Regions from separate parts of the Columba livia genome. Here region 2 is linked to region 1. The links are chromatin contacts, called in public Hi-C maps. All regions are on one chromosome and are shown on one strand. Each heading gives the region's core, a stretch centred on a gene start, on an enhancer-like site or on the middle of the called end of the contact. The rest is flanking DNA. Distances are from core to core; before and after follow the strand shown. Region 1 overlaps LOC110364023 (a long non-coding RNA gene). Region 2 holds the start of CDPF1 (cysteine rich DPF motif domain containing 1).

What was found. A called contact is a pair of places that touch in the nucleus more often than the background predicts.
Region 2: a Hi-C map of liver shows a contact between it and region 1, with 2.9 times the contacts expected there. The contact joins the promoter of CDPF1 here to the enhancer-like site in region 1. A contact is called at or near these places in 2 of 2 Hi-C or Micro-C datasets (crop and liver).

What each region holds. Positions count from the first base shown.
Region 1 is chr1:139,904,706-139,911,241 of bColLiv1.pat.W.v2, reverse strand. It overlaps LOC110364023 (a long non-coding RNA gene), which reads right to left. Exons shown (of 3, transcript XR_010466753.1): 3 at 5,962-6,536. Among named protein-coding and RNA genes, the nearest start is that of WNT7B, 19 kb to the right of the region's middle. Within about 2 kb of position 2,516, at least 1 of the 3 cell types and tissues checked has an H3K27ac peak away from gene starts, as active enhancers do.
Region 2 is chr1:140,367,385-140,373,920 of bColLiv1.pat.W.v2, reverse strand. CDPF1 (cysteine rich DPF motif domain containing 1) reads left to right here and starts at 4,241. Exons shown (of 4, transcript XM_065033456.1): 1 at 4,241-4,411. It overlaps PKDREJ (polycystin family receptor for egg jelly), which reads left to right. Exons shown (of 1, transcript XM_021297333.2): 1 at 1-2,979. The coding sequence ends at 2,883.

The sequences.
Region 1 (6,536 bases), core at 1,267-3,766:
TTTCTCGGTAAGCGAGTATTCCCACGCAGCAGAAATAAGCCAGGGGCTTGGCAAATGTTCTTTCCACGGCGGAATGAAAGGAGTTTAAACTGAATTATCACGTTCCCCGAAATATCCTGCTTTCATTCACGTTTCAAATAAATTATTTTATTAACGACCCATTAACTGTTTTAACGACCCATGTTATTTAACCACCAGTGCTTCACGAAAGTTATTATTTGTTTGAAACTTCATTACAATTTCCAGTCACTCTCCGCTTACCGTGAGTATAATATGCACTATTAGAAGAAAGCGAGAGGGCTCTCAAATAGAAAAACACAGAATTGGTCACACATATTGCAAGACAAACACCACACTTAGGCACCTATTTCCATTTTTAATACAAACAAAAGCATTTTCTTACTTGCTAAGTACTGTTTGATCTCTCTGGAAGGTGCTGGGTACTGAAGCGTTAGGAGAACACAGACCACCTTTCAATAAAGGCCTAACTATGGATTTAAATAGCCTAACTTTAAGCACCTACATTAACAACCAAGAAGCCCTACGACTTCATTTCAATTCCCAACTCACTGTACCTCGCTCCAAAGATGACATAAACAGATGTGAGCTCTGTAGAAACAGCGTGTGAAAGTTAAAGGAATAAACAAAACAAAACAAAAAACCCGCGACAAAACCAACTACAAAACTGGCTACCATAAACCAAAACTGATTTTAGGGAATGTTAGCACCGGAGCAGCCCCATTTCGGAGAACGATCTGCAAACTCGTTTATTCCCTCTGGAAACACAGCCAGTCCGTTCCTATTGCCGTTCTAACAGGCATCTGGGCAGTGTTAAACTCCTCTGTAAATCCCTCTCCCCGCGGAGAGGGTAGTTACAGAGCAAGGGCCACCAACTAAAAACCCTGTAGCAAAATTACCGGGGGACGAGAACCGAGCGATGCGTCCCGACACCCACGGTGTCTTTTCGTCCGAGTCCGGCCTTTTGCGACCGATAAGAATTTTGCTCCGAGGCGGGAGCATGAAAAAAATAACCCCCACACAAAAACCACCTCGGTATCCTAAAATTTAATGGTGTTGTGTCTGAAACCCAGCTCTGCGCCTAGCTGGCAGAGTCCAGAGGCAATGGAACAGATGAAGCCCACGCGGGAAGCGAGGAAACCACGGCACGAAGAGGGGAGTGCCAGGAGCAGCAGCCGGGCCTCCCCGACGGCGGGGTCGGGCAGCGCTGCGGGATCGGGCCCGCACGCTGCGCTCCCTGCTCGTTACATTGGCAACAGAAACAGTTGAAAGAATTACCGCAAAACTAAAAATCAACACATTGTGGATACATCAGTAAAGGAAAGGAAAAAAAAAATAAGAAAAGGAAAAAAAAAAAGAAATCTTAGGACGGGTAGTCAGCAACACAGCAGATGTTCCTGATGACCGAACTGTCGCTCGGATGTTCCCCCACGAAGCTCCCACTGTGGAGGGAACAAACCTTTTATTATTTTTTTTTTTCCTGCAATGTCTCTTATCTTTTTTGCAGAAAGCAGCAATTCCGTATCTCTGCGCTAGGCCTTGTACAACATCCTGAACCAGCTCAGTGTCAAATAAAGTGTATGCCAAAGATTTAGATATTCTGATTGACATTCATTTTATGAAAAACTGCATCTTTAAATATAACAGGGACAAATTAGACCCGAGGTAATGCAAAGTCAGTAGCAGAAGCAGCTTTTCTAGCCAGGCATTGTCTTTATGTCTGGTTTATACAGTGCTTAGTAAAATGGATTAAACAGAACGATCCCTCGGTGAATCTAAGCAGTATGATAAACCACAGTGATAAAATCTGGCCGTACCATTCTCTACATAATACCTCCGGATTATTTTATAATGGCACATTCCCCGGTTATTACCTCTGATCATGACTAACGACCACGGGGTTGGCTGCCAGGATTAAAATGTACAATCTAATCCGGGGAAAGTTTTAAATCCCAGAACTGACCTTCCTCTTCACAAACAGTAAAAAATGCAGAGTTCAGGAGGTGTAGCGATAAACTCTCATTAAAAACTGTGACACGGGAGCAATGTCTCTATTTTTAAATAATCGGTGTGATTACTTTAAAATAATCAATATGATTTCATCAATCTTGTCTTTAAAATACACTTCGGAGGCCCTGAATATTATGTGTTCAATCACCTGGGAGGCAAAAGGCAGACCGGGGCACTCTGGCTGTTCGCATTTTGGCAGGTTTTTTTTTTAATATAAATAAGGCAGTACAAAACGAAAGGAGACCAGAAGCAGGGACAAGCGGCACGCAGACATCCTCGCCATTTTAAACAGCCACCACGAAGGCCCCGGTTCCTGCCCATTAAAAAAGGACAGTGGAGGATAGGATTGCATCAAATAGTAATAGAAGCATTAACTTGGGGGCCGAGTAAGCGCTCAGGGGACGACATCATCCCTCCGCGCTCCCTCCGGGCGCCTCCCCGCCCGCCTGGGGACCGGGGACCGCGGCCCGGCCCTGCCCCGGGCGCGCCCGAGAGGAGGGGGCCGCTCCTGCTTGCGGGTTTCCCCGCACAGGCTTGGCGATAGGAGACGGGGCGGGGGTATATCTCTGTTTAGGGTGGTGACACTGCTGTTGGGCTCCCAGAGCGGCAGTCGCAGCTCTGCGCCCCGCCGCACCGCACACGTTCAGCGAGAGCGCTGGGGTTCAGAGAGCCGAACAACTGAAAACAAAAAGGAATCGCAACCCCTTCGAGTCCGTATTCCCAGGGCCCTCCAAGAAAATCAACCAGTCAGCCAGCACCCCGCCCGACGGAGGGGGGGGGAACCGAAAATAAAGATGTCTGCGTGCTGCCCGTCGAGTCCTCCCCCCTCCCATAGCGAGGGGCCAGCGGGGCGACAAGCCTCCGCCTCGCAAGCCCGGCGTCCCGCTGGCCGGCACCTGGCGGGCCCTGTCGCCCTCCCGCGGCACCCGTGGGCCGGGACAGCCATCAGACTCCGCTCCCCGGCCCGGAGGAAAAGGGCGGGCTGGGAGCGGCCGCGTCCTGCCCCTGCGTGCGTGCGGCCGAGCAGGGGGAGACGGGGACATGTGGCTGCGGGCGGCTGCCGGGGGAGGGGGGAAGAGGAGAGCCGGGAACACCGAGGAAAGCCCAGCGCCGCAAAGGGCGGAGAGAGAAAATGGAGGGAGGCGGGAGCCGGGCCGTGTGCCATAGGGGCCGGGCAGAGCCGAGGCGGCTGCGCCAGCACTCGGCAGCGGCATGGCAGCGGGCGGGGCGGGCAGCTTCGTGGCGAGGGGAACGGCATGGAGTGGCGCAGCGTTTCTTTTCCGCCTCTGAAGGCGGAGCGGGGAGCCGGGCTGGCACCGGAGCGACCCCAGCTTCGTGCCAAGGAGCGAACGAGCGAGCCTGCCGCCGCACTGCCGGGAAACTACAACAACCGGGTCGTGCCGGGCCAGAGGGTGCCCGAGGGGGTCAGCGGCACGCCAGTGGCCACCCACTCGGCCGCCCCTCACGGAGGGCACCGAGCCAGCGGGCGGAGACCGTAAACAAGGCCCTTCCAGAACGTTCTTCCCGCGCTGAGTGACGGGCCGGCACAGCCTGCGGCGGGCGGAGAGCGCCCCCTGCTGCCGCCCGGGGAGCGCGCCGCCCCGCAGCCGGGAGTGACGAGACCCACGACCGCGACGAGCCCTCGGGGCACCGAGCGAGCAGGGGGCGATGGTTACAGTTGAAATGGGGGAAGAAAAATCTTTTAAAGCTGACTTGTCATCCTGCAATATGTGTTCCCCCCCCCCGTTTGTGTAGTTTTTGTCAGGATTTTGCCGAATTTATTTACAGCCGGAGCGTTTTAAGGCAAAAGTGCAGAGCTGCTGAGTAAAACTAAAAGTTGACTTAAATTCAGTTGATGAGCACAATACAGATTTTTTTTTTTTCATTCATTTAAAAAGTACATTCCTGTTTTAACACCACTTTGTGGTGGTTTATAGTTCCTTTAAACGTCTCCGAATATCAGATCACAAACACTGAAAATGTAAATCCGGCTTGTCTAATCCAGAGTTTAAAATATTCTTGTGATGTCACAAAATGAAGGCTTATAAAATATTTTCATTTAATTAGGAAGCACTAAGAGGATTTCTGTGAGGGAAAAAAGAAAGCGAGGAAGCTCAGTTTGAATTATTTATGCGCTGTGAACTATCATGATTGCTGCTGAAGCTTTTCAAGTACAAAAATGCAGGCTTTGCTTGCTTTTCATTTTTAGGCCCTAATTCTTTAATTATTCAGGCATGCAAATTCCTGTGAAAGGGGATTAATTATGCAGGTAATCAAGGTTTTATTCTAAGTTTACTTTTAAAAAGCAAAGATTTATCTGATACTACATACAGTGTTGCTGACACCGTGTTCATACCCTAAGGTACTGTTTTAAGGTATGATAATGTTTGGGGATTTTGTAGAAGTAAAAAGGTCTGGATGAATTCACACCTTGCCCAAACCAAGGAACGCAATCATCAGCAGGCACAACTCACTGGCCTGCAAGAGAGAGGGATGTTCTCCATCAGGATGAGTGCTCACAGTCCCCTTCCCATGATCAATGGGCTGAGGCAAATTGTATGAAGTACAACACGGTGAAGTGCTGGGTCCTGCACTTGGGTCACAACAACTCCAGGCAGCGCTACAGGTTCGGGGAAGAATGGCTGCCTGTTGGAAAAGGACCTGGGGATGTTGATTGACAGATGGGCGAACATGAGCCAGCAGTGCGCCTGGGTGGCCAAGAAGGCCAACAGCATCCTGGTTTGTATCAGGAATAGTGTGGCCAAGAGCACTAGGGGAGCGATTGTCCTCCCCTCACAGCACTGGTGAGGCCCTACCTCGAATCCTGTGTTCAGTTTTGGGCCCTTCAGTGCAGGAAAGACATTGAGGTGCTGGAGAGAGTGCAGAGGAGGGTGACAGAGCTGGTGAGGGGCCTGGAGCACAAGTCTGATGAGGAGCGTCTGAGGGAACTGGGGCTGCTTAGCCTGGAGAAAAGGATGATATTGCTGTCTACAGCTACCTGAAAGGAGGTTGTAGCTTGGAGGCTGTTGGACTCTTCTCCCAAGTAGCAAGTATAGGACAGGAGGAAATGGCCTCAAATTGCACCAGGGGAGGTTTAGACTGGATATTAGGAAACACGTATTCACAGAAAGGTTTGTCAAGCACTGGAACAGGCTGCCCAGGGAAGTGGTGGAGTCACCATCCCTGGAGGTGTTTAAAAGATTCATAGGTGAGGTTCTTAGGGACATGGTTTAGTGCCAGTGCTAGGTTAATGGTTGGATCCAATGATCTTGAGGGTCTTTTCCAACAAAAATGGTTCTATGATTCTATGATGTGTACAAAAAGATGTACTGCAGCTTTTGCGGTGAGGTCAAGAGGTCAGAGACTTTTCTGGATTGGGAAGAGTGGGCTCAGAGCTCACCTCAGTTCCACCATGTTGTAAAGCTGAGCTGGCCTCTGTCAGAGTTGCCACTCGGTGCCTTCAGGGGTCTGTCCCCTCCAGGAAGGTGCTGCTTTCATTACACAGTGTTGTGATTCTCTATTTAGCTGCCCTCTTTCCACTTAGTTCGCCAGGGCTCGGACATTTGCATGACATTGAGTATCTCGGTTTGGGTGCCACAACACACCATCTAGCAGTAGCAGTCCGTAACATGGCTGTAACACTCAACTTCTGTACCTAAATGCTGCACTGTATCATTTAATAAACAATACTTGCTGTCAGAAGTACCACAATATAGCACCAACAGCGAGCACTGTTTACATCTAAAAAACCCCCTGAAAACAGTGAGGCTCAGGGCAGGGAGTGATGGGGCCCTGTCAGGCTGCTGCCATCCCACCCCAGGCCGTATATCCAGCCATCTTGTTTCGAGGTGGCAGGCAGGTGGCCAGTGCCTGTTTTGGGGGTTGCTCACAAGCTGTTGATTCTTTGGTGCTTCTGGCTTTAAGGTACTGTGAGTTATAAACTCGGGATGTCTGGATTGGCCTGATTTGGGTACTGCTTAAACATGGGTCGCTTCAATCAGTTAAAGAAATAAAGCCATACCCTACAAAACACCTTTTTGGAGTTGGAGAAAGTGAGTTGTTGTATGCCTCTGTCAAAAGAGCTGGATCTGAAGAGTTAAGGAGTAACGTTACTTTATGCATGCTCCGAGGAGAAGAAAATCAGGTTTATTTTAAATGCCAGAGGATTATTTTAAGGTGTTAGAACAAGAGCTAGAGGTCTGTGGAATGGGCAGCCCGAGTCCTTTGGCGGCCTTGTGGCTTTTTCATCTTCCCCCCCATCCGGAATTCCCACTCCAATTGTTTGCCTCTGGGCAGCAGGGAGGGATCCGCGCCATTAGAAAAGCTATTTCATTTCAGACTGACAAAAATATGCTACAGCATCTGTCTCATGCACATACGGCAACTAACAAAATCTTTTAGCTTCTTCCTACCAAAGCGGCTTCCTCAAGCCTCCCTCAACAGCCACTCCTTACAGCAGGAAACAGAAAACTCAAGCCCTAACCACCTTTCCCCCACCAACTAATCTG
Region 2 (6,536 bases), core at 2,992-5,491, 460 kb before region 1:
AATGCGTCAACCAGGAAGACCTGGTTCTTTTTGTGCAGGAAATGGCTTTCTCTTGACAAGAGCGATCATGTAATAGAAAGGACATTTTCTGTCACAAACCCCAAGACACCTCTGTCCAGAATCGACTATTTTTGCATTAATTTTGCCAACAGCCTAGCAGAGGGCCATCTGTGGTACTCGGTTTTTGCTTATGTTCTCAGTGGCACTTTCACCAGGCTACAAAGGTTGTCATCTTGTTTAGCAATATTATTATTAAACTTGCTTGTTAACATTATGTTCTTTAATGCTGACAAGGATGAAGAATCTCCAGTACACTTGAGGTATCTGAGATCAATAACAGTAGGAATTCAATGTGCTTTGCTTACCGTACCTGTGGAAATGATGATAATTGCCTTATTTAAGAATTCTCCTCGTTCTGTGGCTCAGACAGACCCAAAGGCAAGTTCACCCCTCCTGTATGGGAATCTTAGGAACTGGAAGGAACGTTTGCAAAAATTGTACCGTTCAGAAACTTCAGCACAATCAAGGAATATGAGTCCCTTGGAGAACCTTCCTTGTCCCACCATCTCAAAGAATCCGCCAGGTTCCAGGGAGACAAGAAGCAAGGGAGGTCCCCAAAACTGCACAGTTTCTGAAAGAGATGCAAATGTTATTGGAACAGAGGAGCAGAAGATAACTGCGAATTCCCCCGCAATGGATAAGGCCTGCCAGAAAAGGCCATCATCAAATTCCACTGTTAGTGATTACACAGAAGAAGGGGACAACTTTCAGAAGGAAAGAAACCCATTAAGCATGCTCCTTCACAAGACTCAGCACATAGTTTTTTGTTGGTGGTGCGTCTATCTCTCGTGGGCACTGATTATAGCTGTAACTGGGGTGTCATCATTTTTCATTGTGTTATATGGTTTGTCTTATGGCTATCAGACTTCAATGGAGTGGCTTTTAGCATCTCTAATCTCCTTTATTGAGAATGTGTTTTTCATTTCAGTTATAAAAATCAGTTTTTTCTCAGCTTTGAGTACAATTCGCCCAAAAACCTGTGAAAACATCACATGGTTAACTCAGGAAAAGTATCTTGAGATTAAGTTGGCTAGACACCTTATGAGTGCTGATGAGATGAGACAAATGCACTTGAAACTTGATAAAGTCAGAGGCTCTAAGCATTATAAGCCTTTACAAGCTGATGAAATTGCAAACATGCTGAAAAAGGCAAAAATTAAAATCAAGGCATTTATTTTCACAAAAGATTTCATCAATCACCTTGTCTTTTTAACACTGCTATTAATTTTTGCCTATCCCATTGACAACACCAACTGTTTTCACTACACCCAATTCATCCGTAGCCAATTCTCTCCACAACTCTCCACTGTAGATAAGCTAGAACAGATCTATGTGTGGGTGAAAGACTCATTCTTGCCTTTGATCCACAATGACGTTCAGCCAACCTTTCTTCCCGAGAGCTGGTCCAAAATCATTGGTTTACCCAGGATGAGGCAAGTGCGGGCTAAAGGTACTAAGAAAAAATGTTTCCATCCTCACAGCTTTGTAAATAACTTTGTGATCAGTAAAAGCCACTGTCTTCACAAATACGGTAGGGACGTCACCGACAAAAGTAACTATGCTGGCACTTGGACAAAGGTTACCAACCAGACTGTTTCCAAGGATGCCAGCGGTTACGATGGGTTCATTTACCAGCAGAGCAAGACTGTATGGACGTATTATTCCTATGGACATTTGCACATATATGGACCAACAGGATACACATTTTACTTTTTTCCTGAAGAAGGAAGAGCTAATTCAACGACCAGGCTGGATGGCCTACAACAGAGCAACTGGCTTGATGAAAAGACATGGGCTGTGATTGTTGAACTAACTACATTTAACCCAGATGTAGATCTCTTTTGCACCATCTCGGTCATATTTGAAATGTCTCATTTTGGGATCATAAAACCAAGTTTGTCAGTACACTCTTTTGCAATCCCCATTTATCATCAGCTAACTGTAGGTCCAAAGTTTGTGTTTGCAATTTTGCTTACCTTTCTGATCGTTTACGTTGCAGATGAGCTTTACACGATAGGCCGAGAAAAAAAACATTATCTTAAAACCATTTCCAATATAATCAACTTTGGCTTAAAATCAGCATTCTTGCTCTTTATTTTATTAAAGATCATAAAGTTTAAGGCGGGAGCAGATGTAGTAAGGTTTTACTTAGCTCATCCATATGATTTTGCTCATTTTCATTCAATTTCTCTTTTAGATCAGATTTTAAGGATTACTATGGGCTTTTTAACGTTTTTTGCAGTTTTGAAAACTCTAAAATATTCTCGAGTCTTTTATGACGTGCGCCTGGCAGAAAGATCAATCTTGGCAGCCCTTCCCGGAATCTCCTCAATGGCCCTCGTGGTGGCAGTGTTCTTCTTTATATTTATGGCTTTTGGCTACCTTGTGTTTGGGCAGCATGAAAGGAATTACAGTAACATGATTCACTCAGCTCAGACTGTAGTCTCTTACTGTGTCTCAGCATTCAAAGAGACCTCATTTTCATCCAACAGGTTGCTGGGGGCTTTCTTCCTAGCCTCTTTCATGTTGGTGATGATCTGTGTCTTGATCAATCTCTTCCAAGCTCTTATTATGTCTGCCTATGGAGATATGAAACAACCTGTATATGAAGAACCATCTCATGAAGCACAAGCGGTTACTTTTATATTGCAAAAGCTCAGAAAGATACTTTATCTTTTGATCTGTAAAACATCCAAACCCCGTGAACCCGATTTTTTTCACAGTGTACTACTCTATGGGCAGCCTCGCAGAAAACATCAGCGACATTTAGGGCTCAAGAACAGAGAAATAAATGGAAAAAAAATGGTTTATCTTGTAATTTAAGCACAGAAAGACCTTGTATTCAAGACCGTCTTTACTCTTTAATACTTGCATTTCAAATAAATGTTCATAAATAAACTATTTACTTTTAAGATTCAACTAGTGATTGTGCTCAGCTTTTCGCCAGACTATTTTGCATCAATTTCTGTGGTACTTGGCTGTCTTGGTGTGGTGGGTTGACCCTGGCTGACAGGTAAGCCTCCACCTGGCTGCTTGTTCATTCCCCTCCCAGCAGCATGGGGAGATAATTGAAAGGCAAAAGCAAGAAAAAAGTTTGTGGGGTGAGATAAGGACAGTTTAACAAGTGAAGGGGGAGAAAACCCAAACCCACCAGCGACGCAAAGGCAGTCACACACCACCTGCAGACAGATGCCCAGCCAGACTCTGAGTAAAAGTTACTTTTCCAAAAAAAACTTTCCTTGCTCCATTTATTTTGCTGAGCACGACCTTGTGTCTCATGGTGTTACTAACTCCACACCAGCCAGAGCCGTCACATGTGGGAACCGGTGCCCTTTCCGCAGAGGTGACATACAAGGAGTTTGCTCAAGGAGTCTGAGCTGGACTCTTGCCTCTCACCAAGCACGGGCTAATCCAAGAGCGAAAATGGCCTGAGATCTCAAAATGCTGATAAATCCCTACTACTCAGAGTGTAAGGAACAAAAGAAATACAGGATGAGTCATCAGGGTGTGACCTGGTAATTAATAGTAAACCTTCACAACACTGCATTGCATTTGTATGCAGAAGACTTCGTTACAGTGTCATGTTGGAAGCGCTTCACTCTGGACTATAAAATCCCAGTTTATAGCTGGAGAGGATGAGGGTGGGGTAGACTTTTGTACCATAACACTGTACCTGCTCACTGGTCACTCTGTGACCTCCTCTTTAGGGCAGGCTGTCCCAGGCAACTGGGAAGACTAATCAGCTTGGTTGAAACCCCCGTCTGTCATTCATAAAGCTGGGGGCACCCTCCAGGCAGTTCGCTTTGAATACAAACAGACCACAAAATACATATATATATTTATATGTGTATATATGTATGTATATATAAAGTATTTATTTAATTATTTATTTATTGCATTTTGCATGCATTTCACGGCGCAATGAGGGTGTCGGGAGCATTAGTGCTGCTGACCCGGTGCCGTCCATCGGCCCTCAGTCACTCTTGGCTGCACAGGACACGACCTGCCGTTTCCAAACCCGAAACCCCTTCCTCCTCCTTGGACGACTCCTGGGGGGGTTTCGCGATCTGCCCGTCCCGCACCGCGATACGTGCCCGTGGGGGACGGTAACCGGCAGCTGCCCGCAGCAGCCGCGGTGCCTCCCGTCCTCAGCAAGGAGCCGACGCACCCGGGAGGAGGCGCCGTGCGGGGCCCGCGCAGGCGCACAGCGCCACCTGACCCGGCGCCCTGCGGCGCTGGGCCTTTGAGCAGGAGCGGCGCTGGGCCCTGACGCCTCAGCGGCGGCGCGGGAAGCAGGAAGCGGCCTTGGTGGCTCCGCCGCCTGTCGCCACGGGTGGCGGCGCCGGTCCCGGTGGGTGCCGCGCAGTTCGGGTGGGGAGAAACGGCGGTCTTGGCTCCGCGACTGGTGAGGGGCCTGGAGCACAAGTCTGATGAGGAGCAGCTGGGGGAACTGGGGCTGTTCAGCCTGGAGAAAAGGAGGCTGAGGGGAGACCTTGTCGCTGTCTACAACTACCTGAAAGGAGGTTGTAGCATGGAGGGTGTTGGTCTCTTCTCCCAAGTAGCAAGTGATAGGACAAGAGGAAATGTCCTCAAGTTGCTCCAGGGGAGGTTTAGATTGGATATTAGGAAAAAATTCTTCACAGAAAGGGTTGTCAGGCACTGGAACAGGCTGCCCAGGGAAGTGATGGAGTCACCATCCCTGGAGGTGTTTAAAAGGTGTATAGACAAGGTTCTTAGGAACATAGTTTAGTGCAAGAGTTAGGTTATGGTTGGACTCAATGATCCTGAGGGTCTTTTCCAACCAAAATGATTCTGTGCTGTTGCTGAACCCAGGCTGCGGTCTTGCTGCTCCCCGGGGAAGAGGCTGGGGAACCAGGCCCTTTTGGAAGCCAGGCCCCAGCGTAGAGGCTGCACAGGAAACCCAAATTGCCGTTAATACTATTATAAAAGGAATCAGTCTTGAACCTCTCTTCAGCAGGCTGCGTGTCTGAGGTCTGAAAACGTTTTTTTTTCTTTTTTCCTTACCAGGTGGGATCCCCCTCTGGAAGCGTGGTGGCCAGAACCCTCCCTGGGGTAGGAGATGGTGGGTAGAGGAGGCCTTGCTGCAGAGGTGGGAGAGCAGTGTCCAAATTCCCACTTCGCCCAGACCATGGAAGGTTTCAGATCCTCAGTTGCCACCTCTAGAGTGCCCAAGTCACTAGAGCATGAGTTACACTGAGAGGTGGTACCTTCCCCTTCAAACTGCAGGAGCAAATGTGAGGAGAGTCTAAGTTAAGAGATCCTGACCCACCAAAGAGCAGCCTGGTGACTGAAGTGGCTGCTTAACAGGAGCTGCTGATTCTGGATACAGATCCAAAGCTTGATTTGTAATTTTTATTTTTTTTTATTTCTTTTTTTTTTTTACAGAAGAGTTTTATATAAAGCGTATTCTTTGCTTAGTAGAATGTAGTCACCACAGATTGCTTTTTATGAGGAACTTTGGGAGTTGGAGCTGCAGGATGAGGCAGTCTTTAAGGGGACTGTGGAGAGGATTCCAGGGAAGCTCAGAGCTGTGCGAGGACACTGGTTTTGGACATACACAAAGAAGGAGCTTTAAGAAGCATGGGGAACTAAGGGGAAATCCTTATTTCCTGTGATATGTAGGCATTTCCAGTATGAGGTTGCACCTAAGCAAGGTGGTTTGGGATCACAGCTTTGGAATTATAGGACCATAGAGCTATTGAAACAATCAGGTACTCAACTTGCTTGAAAAATGAAAGGGAGGTAGGAAGTTTGCAAGATGCATGAGAGATGGGGTACCACAGTTTCTTTCTATATCTGCCCTGAGAACCCCGATAAATATATCTCATGGATGCTAGAAATCGTCTCTCTGCTTAAGGAGGGAGGTTAATCATGTGACTTTCCTTTACACATAATCTAGACTTGCTCGCTGACCTGTTACTTGTGTCTAAGGCACTGGGGCTAGTAGGAGAATCTTAATAAACACTGCAAAATGCAGCCAGTTGTGCCTTGGGGATGATGGACTTAATCTTTTGAGCTGGCTTCCATCTCTAGGCATCTGTGAGTCAAATAATTTGATTTATGTACTAGTAGTTATACTAATACTTGGGGGTTTGTATATTGGTTGTAGTGTTTTTTTCAGTTAGAACTTCTCCCCTTCTGTAATAATACCAATACACCACAGTAGAAGTACACAAGTGCAAAGATATCATATGCTGATTTATTCCCCGTAATTGGTATAGTTATAAGTTGCATTGATATTAGCCCTTTTTTGTCAGTATAATTAATTTTCCACAAAAATGTTGCACTACTTTAACTATATCCTTACCATTAAAATGTTATGTTTTATATAGACAAAATCTAAGACCTTCGTGCTCCAGGAGCCCATGTCAAAAATGTTGTTTTCCTTGTGCCTTAATTTATGATGTAAAGGAAGAAGTTTGCCAGGCAAAGTAGTGGTTATAATGAGAGCATTA